Linked DNA regions of Danio rerio: region 2 is linked to region 1. A link is a contact called in public HiChIP or PLAC-seq data. All regions are on one chromosome and are shown on one strand. The core of a region is the stretch at or near the end of the contact, and the rest is flanking DNA. Distances in the headings are between cores, read along the strand shown. Region 1 holds the start of smim19 (small integral membrane protein 19). Region 2 holds the start of reep2 (receptor accessory protein 2).

Region 1 (4,970 bases), core at 1,266-3,765:
GTTTTATGTATGTTGTTTAGCTATCTCTTTTTGAGTAAAACAGCCCTGAATGTGTATAAAAATGTGGATAATTTAATAAAAAGTAGCTACTAAAACCACAAAGCATCAATAAAAGGCCATACCACTTTCTTTGTTCATGAGGGCATTGTAATAAGAGAAGAAAGCCCGAAATTCATCAGGACGATGGGCAAGAACTTTGAAGACATTGGGCAAAAATCCTCCCTGTACACAGACATAACACATATTCCATTAGCACTGATTCAGGACTCACACATTTGTTTATAACTAAAACATCGAATGCATATGGGTTTAAAAACAACACAATACTGAGTTAATGACTTTTTAATTTAAATTTTTATTTCACATTATGGTAAAAGTGTATGCAAACCTTCTGTTCAACTTCTTCCATCAGCTCCACAATATCAAATGGCAGGTTCTTTCTGTTTGGCACTGGATAGCGGCTGATGTGATCTGAAGTGCTGCTGCTGCTGTGCCGTGTAACAGAAGACGGTACTTTCAGACCAAATTTGCTTGATGGTGAAAGTGTGTACTGCAAAGAAAAAAAGAAATGTACTATTTACTCATCCTCAAGTGGTTCTGAACTAGTGCTGTTAAACAGTTAATGACTTCTAATACATACGACATTGTGGCTAATACAAAATTATGTAAACACTACGTCTACATAATAATTGTGTTTGTATTGTGTCTTTATTATGTTTATATAAATACACACAGTCGACATGGTGGCTCAGTGGTTAGCACTGTCGCCTCACAGCAAAAAGGTCATTGGTTGGAGTTCCTGGCATATCTGTGTGGAGTTTGCATGTTCTCCCCATGTTCATGTGGGTTTCCTCCAGGTGCTCCAGTTTCCCCGACAGTACAAAGATTTGGGCTAAAGGTGAATTAAATAAACTAAATTGGCTGTGGTGTTTGAGTGTGGGTGGAAATGAGTTTGTATGGATGTTTTCCAGCACTGTGTTGTGACTGTATGGGCATATATATATATATATATATATATATATATATATATATATATATATATATATATATATATATACACACACACACACACACACACACACACACACACACACACACACACACACACACATATATATATATATATATATATATATATATATATACACACACACACACACACACACACACACACACATGTGAACTGTGAACACTATTGTACTTTGATGCTCATTTGCTGCTAATATGATTTCCCTTTTTAGAATTTAGAAAGAATACTTTTCTGAAATTATATTAAGGAAAAAGTCTGAATATCCGAATATAATACCAACTTTACCCCTATTCATTTAAATATAAAGTGCTTTAGACAACGAAAAACGATCATTTCTAATTGTTTCAAACAATTTATATGAGCTGAATTTAAATTAACAGATTAAGTTGAACATTGCTAAATTTAATTTGTTTAAATTCAGCTTGTGTATATTGTTTGCAACAACTTCATTATTTTTTATTAAATCCAATGAATAATTTTTCTTCTGTGTAGTTTCATATTAATAAACACATTTCATTTCCCCAAATTAACATTTAAAAGAGTAAAAATTATTTTTTACAGTCTAAAGTAAAAGAACGATAAGCTGGTCATTTGAATAATGTAGAGAAAGATTGACAGGTGTCTTTTTCTAGCCATGACATGATTTACATGTAGCTTTAAAGCAATTTATGATACGTCACATTTCTGAATGCTAAGTTAGTTAGTTTTAAAGACCTTACCAGCAACCCCAAATTAGAGCGTTGAATATACTTCAGAACTCCTCGTAGCGACATTATTAAACTTTACGCTGTGAGGTCGTTCTCTGTAGTGTTTTTGTTAGGAAAGTTAGAGCACAGCAGCTGTTTCAGAATCATATGTTCTCCTCGGCAGCCAATCAGCGAGAGATAATCCGACACGCCTCCTGCTTGTTCAACCAATAGCATCCCTGGATGTAATTTCCTGTTTACAGTTCTGGAGGAAATGAGGCAAATTGAAATTACGGAAGCATTGTCAAAGTAAAAGTTTGATTTTGTGAAAGCGAAAGAATGAAAGTGTAAAGATTAAATAATTAAAAAAGAAAACATTTAAATAACAAAGACGTTTAATATACGTGTATAAAACATAAAGACAGTCAAACATTTGGCCATTTTACACAAAGGTAGTCTGTAATTAAAACAATATTTTAAATATTTGTAAGTATAAACTACAATTATATTAAAACAATTACTAAGCTTCTGAATTTTAGAGCTTGACAACTCTCGATTTAGGATAATTTAAGTAAAAATTATAAAATGTATATAAAAATATAAATACAATCATATATGATATACAATAAAATTAGTTTTACACACAATATATTCAGTGTAACATAATATGTATAAAAAGTCACAGCTAAAAGTGGATAGTCCCAATAATCCCAATTTTCTTAAATTAGTCATAAATTAGGTAACTGTTTTGGCTAGCTGATGTTTAACCTGTCAAGCGGTTGCATTGGGCTTTTATTTTGAAGTCTGCAACATCTTCGTCTCGCTCATCCGGAACTGAATGTTTGTTGTTGGAGTCGTTGATTTTGATGCTAAATGATTATAGTTTCTGTTGTATATTTTGCGCATTTTAATAAACGCACAATAATCTCCTCGTTATGGGTGGCTACGGGGTGATGGCAGATGAGGAGTCTCTAGATTATTCGGTACACGAAGCCTGGAACGAGGCCACTAATGTTTACTTGCTGGTTATTTTGGTCAGTTTTGCCCTGCTAATGTACGCCAGAAAGTAAGTGTCCATTTCATGTCATATTTAATAACTACGTGGCCATACATTTAAATTGAGCTGTAAATAAGACCATAATGACTGAAAAAGGCTGTCAAGTCTCGATGTCATAGTAGATTGTGATCTCTCTGATATACAAAACGTCCATTGAAAATGTCTAACACTAGCATATCTTTTATTTAGAAACAAGAGGAAGATTATGCGCATATTTACACTGCCACCGACAGTCGGCAGCTCATCGGAGCCAAACTTCTACGACAGTCTGCAGAAGGTCCGACTCAGACAACAACTGGAAATGTATTCACTGGGTAGGTTATTCTTATTTTATGTGGGAAAATTATCTTCTCGCATTTTCAAAACAGGTACCATAGCTTCTGCTCAAATTCCATGCAGTTGTTAAACATGTAAACATGCATTATTCACCAGTTAAGTGATGAAGAAAATTCTGATAAATTTCAGTCAGATGATTTATAAACTTCTGTGGTCCCATTCTGTGGACCCATTAGAAGTTTTTAAATCATCTGAAATTTGAATATTTTCCTGGGGTTTTGCTTATTTTAGAAACAAAAAACTACAACAACTTATTTTTTAATTCCACAATCAAAAAATGCATTGAAGTGTATTAAAATGGAGCAGAAAGTCTTAAATTATTAACTTGCTCATTCACTTACTTTCCATCAACTATGGCCAGTTTAGTTTATCCAAATTCTCCTCATTTATTTTCTTTTCAACTTAGTCCCTTATTAATCCGGAGTCGCCACTGCAGAATAAACCGCCAACTTATACAGCAGGTTTTACGCAGCAGATGCTCTTCCAGCTGCAACCCATCTCTGGGAAACATCCATACACACTTATTTACACAAGTACACTGGACAATTTTGCTTAGCCAATTTAAAATTAAGTCTTAAATTAAAGTCATGACGATAAATTTTGCAAACACTACAATTATTGTCTTGTTTTACAACACAAATATTAAAAAACCCTAAAATCAACTGTCAAATCAAAGATTTTAAAATATATTCGATCTGTTGTAAGCTGTATTTTTTAACTTTCTAATGAAACTCATTTTGTTCTCCCATATTCACAAAACAGTAATAAATAAACAAAACAATTTGAAATAACATAAGTGATAATACAGGAAATGTAAATAATATAATAGTAATAATGAAGCTGTTAGTAAAATAATAATATATGTGGCATGGATGAATATTAACAGAGTAATCCACTATTTTGTGGATGGGGTTACAAATGACATATTTCACCTGAAACTTAGAGCTAAATGACAGGATTAAAATCACTTTATTCCATTGTCTGTTAAAATTCTTGATTCTGATTGGCTGGAGGGTGTACATTATTTTCGTTGTAATGCACAGGTAGGTCCAATCAGTCTTGATCACAGTTCAAAATAAATGCGCCACTCCCAAACGTGTAAAGGTACCATAGCAATTTGCATGTGCTGCACAGGAAACCGACGAGGACTGTTGATGGTGGACGGGAATTACGCAAAATTAGACATAAAAAAACTGTTTGTAAAATCACACACACACACACACAGTTTTACTTTCTGTAAGTCATTCCGTGTGATTTTATAAGCTTTTTGAAAAATGTCCGCAATGTCCTCATATTTCTCCACCTGTTTGTAATACCTGTCATACCTATGTCAATACAGATTTGTGTTCTGATATGTCACAAACACACACACAAAACACATGAGTAATTCTTGCTGCATTGCAATAAACTTTGTTTGCCCTTTAATGTTTTTCTTTATATAGTATTGTGGTATTAAGCACATGTATAGTGAATAAAATATATAAAACATAATGTCCTTTTAAACACTGGTTCTTATTTTTTATTTGAATTTTAATTTCTATAGCTTATTTGTTTATGACAAAAATTATAAAACACTTTTGTTGTTTTAGATTGTTAATAACACTTTTTTAATAAAATCTTAATTTTCATTGGTATATTCAGTGGTTGCAAATCAATGAAAGCCCACTGTAAGTTGTCATTACAGTTTTCATTATACATGTATTTTATCTCTAAAGACCTGGCTTTACAGACAAAACTTATGTTAAGCCTGGATTCAATTCTGATATTTGAGTAATATATATCATTAAAAACATTATATGTTTCATCATGTGATAAAACAATGATGCAGCTTTATTTTAAGACATGTCGGTGCAAGATCATT
Region 2 (4,922 bases), core at 1,472-3,971, 350 kb after region 1:
ACCTTTTACACCCCTTTTTTTGTTGCTTGAAGGGTTACCCCATATATATATATATATATATATATATATATATAGAGAGAGAGAGAGAGAGAGAGAGAGAGAGAGAGAGAGAGAGAGAGAGAGAGAGAGAGAGAGAGAGAGAGAGAGAGAGAGAGAGAGAGAGAGAGAGAGAGAGAGAGATAGAGATTAGATAGATACTACATATACTTTTACAAAGTGCAATAATAACTTTAACAATAAATTGGATGAGGCCACACCCTTCAACAATTGCACAGTGGCTAGAAGAACTTTTATATATTTATATAAAGAATATAAGACTGCTCAACTTCAATTGAAATTGGATATTCACCTGTTACTGGATGTTACTGTTACTATAATATTCCAAACTGTATCCTTTGAAATTTGAAAATGATGTATGCGTCTTTGTATATTGTTTTTATTTACTGGTAGTGTTACTTCTTCTTATTTTTTTTAAATAACTGCTGCTGTCACTGACTGTTTTGTTCTGTAAAATATTTTAATGTATAAAAATAAAGTTAAAACTCCATAAAATATTCATAAAGTATGAATGAAGACCTCATCTTCATTCTGCATGTAGAATTTTGTAAAAATAAAAACTAGTATTTATTTTGACTGGCAACTATTAAATATATAGAGAATATTAAATTAATATTCTAAAATGTTTCATATTTTAATTACAATTATTTTAATATGTGGTTTAAAACAATCCAGATTCAATCAGATGGGTTGTCATATTCAAATAAAAACAACAATCAAATACTCACATATTCCTTGACATTTTTCGTCTTCACAGCCTTATATGAGGAATAGGCAGGATAGAGAGTCCCGAAAGCAAGGCTACAGAGAGAAAAGATTCCCATTGAGTCTACATTACTCCCAACAGACACACAATCTCACCACAGCATATAAAATTTCACTTGCACCATTACCTCAACTTAAACTCACTATTACAACACTTAAGAGGCTGCCTATTTCCATTGATGCTAAAGTAGAATAAGTATCCACAAACAAAATCAGACTTTGTGATCAAAGTTACTCAGAGCAAACTTTATTAAAACAAATACCAGCCCTACTGTACACAAACCAGCATGTTTCATGATGCCATTGAAAGCAAACAGCCCATTAAGTGAATCATTTATGAAAGGGAGTTAAAGCGCATGGAGACGGATCTACACACAGAGAGACTAGATTAGATAGATGAGCTGCATGTGGAGCACGCATTTAGACACGTGCTGTCCTACAAACATGCTATTTTAGTGCTGATGTGACAAAATCTGAACGCTGTGCAATGGGAGATCAAATAGAAGATGTCAGGATACCGGACAGACCACACCTAGTGCAGTGCAGACAGTAGTTATCATGAGTGTGTCCCAATTCAATGTTCTATGGCTTAAAAGCATGCACTCTAAAAATACTGTGTTGATTTAACTCAAATTTGGGTAAAATATAGACAAACCTAATTGTTGAGTTTAAAAATGTATATATTTTTAGAAAAATCCAGCAGCTGGTTGTAACTGTTTTACCCAAATTTGAGTTGAAACAACCTAATATTTTTAAAGCATAGTTGCACTTATGATGCACTATACCAAATGTGCACTTGTGTGTAATGCATAATGAAGGATAGCGAGGCAGTCTGGCGCATGGCAGACCACATGCCCACTGTCCCATTTCAGCTCCCATAATGCATCTGCTTGCTACAGTTAAAGCCACAGCGAAGAGCATTCCGTGAGATTCAGCAAAACCATGATAATGATGCTTGATCTTTGTTTCTAATGGCCTAGATCCAGACCAACCAAAGTCATAACAATGAATTCAACCTCTCCCATTTGACTTTGGGATAATGTCCAAGTATTTGATCCCTCAGGAAATTTGTAATCGGAGTTGATGGACTCTGATGAGAATCAAAGTCACTTGACTGTAAATCCCACAACCCACCTGAGACCCAAGCATGAGAAATATGTGAGTCATATGGAACAGATTGGCCTCCTTCACATTACGTAACATTACCAGCATAGACAAATCAGCTGGGCAGGTAGGCTTTTAAAGAAAATCCTTAGAAACCCATTCTTTAACATGCATTATCTCTTGCTTTAAATACTGAAATGTTTGTGACATCATATTCTGTAACTGTTATATGAGCTGATGTGATGGATGTACTGCATGCAGAACATATGGGATGTTTGAAACCTGCCCATTTCTTTTAAAATCAAATATTTCTACATTTCATATTTTACATAGAAGTGTTTGGTAAATTACGTCACAATATCACACCACAGGGCATTTTGCTTCAGGTGAACATCTCACAACAAACAACACAAATGGTGAACCCTCGTCTGGATGAAGTCATCGCTTTGTTTAGCTCATTTACCTTTTTAATGCAAGTAATTTGATTATATTATCTTTAAAAAACCCTGAACTCCAAATGTAAATGATTCAACTTTTAAAAAATAAGCATAAAACGCTATTTTCATTCAAAAGGATCATGTATCCGCAGCAACACACAACGCAAACACGCGCGCGCCGCATAAACACTCACACCACCATCCGCGAAATGATCCACGACACCATCTTGAGCTCAGCAGGACTTTTCCTTATTTTAGTCGATTATTCAACATCTCCATTCCGACCCGACAGGAGTGATGCTGAATAACAGGAGGAATCCCGGTTTATCTTGTGTGTCTGTGTCTCTCAGTACAGCAGTGATGATGACGGGGAGCCGCTGCATATGCGCTCAGTCAGCCCGCGTCTCTTAAAGGGACAGTAACCTCTTTACACCTGCTCCGTTTATCAAAGCAACCTTCATTTATCTATTATACCAGTAGTTCTGAAGTGCATTTAAAATCACACTCACACATTACGTGAAAACCAGCGAGTGTGTTCCAAATAGGCACTATTCTATGCCATTTTGTGGTATAAATAGTGTAAGTTGCACTATCTGCTTAATTTTCACTTTGTGCAATATAAAGTATACATGAAATCAAAATATAGTTTTTTAGATGTTATTTTCAGTCTAAAGTTAGTCTATAAGCTTTTTTTCTCCAGAACAGTGACAAAGTTTGCATTAGGAAGGTGTAAAGCTTGCAATTTGTAGAGATTACGTTTTTTTTTTCTCCTCTCATAATTCAGTTTCTCATTAAATCTTCTGACCAATCAAACGCTCCCTTGTTTCTGACATGTTCCGGCCTCTTTAAGATGCTCTTGCACTTGAGCTTAACTACTCCCACTGGCAGTTTGATAAAAACAAAACGTTATTGGCTGTTTTAAAAAGGTGGAGGAGTTACTCTGTGTCCAGCCCAGTCCTCATGGTTCAGTTCAAATTACATCACACATCAAACAAAACTGTACATTTCACCCTTTAATACCCAGGTCAAGTACATATTCAACTGATAAATAGAAGTGTGGAATGTTGAACACACTTTCCTGCACTAAACGCTGACAGTTTTGATCACATTGCAGAAGTGGAGGGGCTAATGGGGGCTGAGCTGTGGTGGAAAGAGTACTGAAAAATAATACTCAAGTAAAAGTACCATTACTTGACCAAAAATGCAAGTAGAGTAAAAGTATCTGTTGTGAATATTACGAGTAAAAAGAAGCTCTTTTATAAGTTAAGAGTATAGTGAGTGTTAAGCTGTTAAAAGTTGATGCATTTGCATTCAGTTTGTGCAGGATGTAACATTCTGTAGTGCATTTAATGATCCTTCCTTCCTTTAATTGTTTGTGTGTTATGTCCTTCATTCATACATTCGTCTGTTTGTTTCTTCCTTCATTTGTTCACTCCTTTATTCATTCCTTCATTCTTTTGTTCCTTCCTTCATTTGGTTCTTTGTTCATGTATTCATTCATTCATTTCTCCTTCGTTCCTTAGTTTGTTCAGTCCTTCATTCATTTGGTCTTTGCTTCCTTCATTAGTTCAGTCCTCATTCATTCATTTTCTTTTCAGCTAATTCCCGTTATTCATCAGGGGTCGCCACAGCGGAATGAACCGCCCAGTTCGGTCCTTCTTTCCTTTATTTGGTCCTTCCTTCCATTCCTTGTTTGGCTCTTCCTTCATTCTGCCCTTTTTTCTAATTCTTCGATCCATTTAGTGATTGTTTAAGGCTGTTTGGTGATTTCAGTCTTCATAAAGTCAATATCCTTTATTTTCTTATCAGTGACGGTCTCTGGGTCATTGCGTGCAATGTTTTGGACATCTTCTTGGACATTTTTAATGGTTTCAAACAGTTTGCTGCATTTATAAAGGGCCTATGTCTTGAGGTTGTTCAGATGCGATTTACTTTCTATGTGTGATTTGATTGGACAGGAATCACAGGACTGATTTTTGTACTTAGCCAATCACCATAGACAAATAAATAAATTAGTGACTGCAGGTTGAAGGAAAACAGTGAAGTAAAAGTACCGATAATGCAATAAAAATGTACTCAAGGAAAAGTAAAAGTACACCATTTTAAAACTAGTAAATTACAATTTGAAAAATGATTACTAGTTACAGTCATAAAAGTATTTGTTATTTGCTACTTTAAACCCCTGGTGCTGAGGTTAGACTTTTTTTATTTTCATGATTTCACAGTATCACGATGACGCAGTGGACCTGGTCCAATATGGTGGGCCTTGTAATGCCCAGAGTTAATGCTCATACGACTGTGATGGTTGGGTTTAGGGTTGGGGAGCTGGAGACGATTGTCAATGGACCCTTTTCACAAGACTGTTATGACGCATTTAACGTTCATCATAATCTTAAATCCTTGAAAGTTTTTAATATTTAGATTTTTAAAAACGTATGAACGTTTATATGTATTTATGTACGTATTACATCACTGTTGCGTCAAATTATTAAAAGCAAATGATCGCTTATGCAAGGTGTTTGTAATGCAGCTTCTATGGGCGGGACAGCAAATTTGACA

What was found. HiChIP or PLAC-seq counts read pairs in DNA pulled down with a chosen protein or histone mark.
Region 2: a contact with region 1 is called in an H3K4me3 HiChIP or PLAC-seq map of embryo, with 3 times the contacts expected there. The contact joins the promoter of reep2 here to the promoter of smim19 in region 1. A contact is called at or near these places in 2 of 4 datasets of contacts at active chromatin or transcription factors (caudal fin and embryo).

Annotation. Positions count from the first base shown.
Region 1 is chr14:25,549,398-25,554,367 of GRCz12tu, forward strand. smim19 (small integral membrane protein 19) reads left to right here and starts at 2,516. Exons shown (of 3, transcript NM_001025535.2): 1 at 2,516-2,782; 2 at 2,963-3,087. The coding sequence starts at 2,652. It overlaps si:ch211-175m2.5, which reads right to left and starts at 1,891. Exons shown (of 5, transcript NM_001198864.1): 1 at 1,750-1,891; 2 at 389-550; 3 at 123-222. The coding sequence starts at 1,803. It also overlaps a transcript of aldob not described here.
Region 2 is chr14:25,904,113-25,909,034 of GRCz12tu, forward strand. It overlaps reep2 (receptor accessory protein 2), which reads right to left and starts at 2,722. Exons shown (of 8, transcript NM_001030227.1): 1 at 2,558-2,722; 2 at 786-858. The coding sequence starts at 2,589. It also overlaps a transcript of aldob not described here.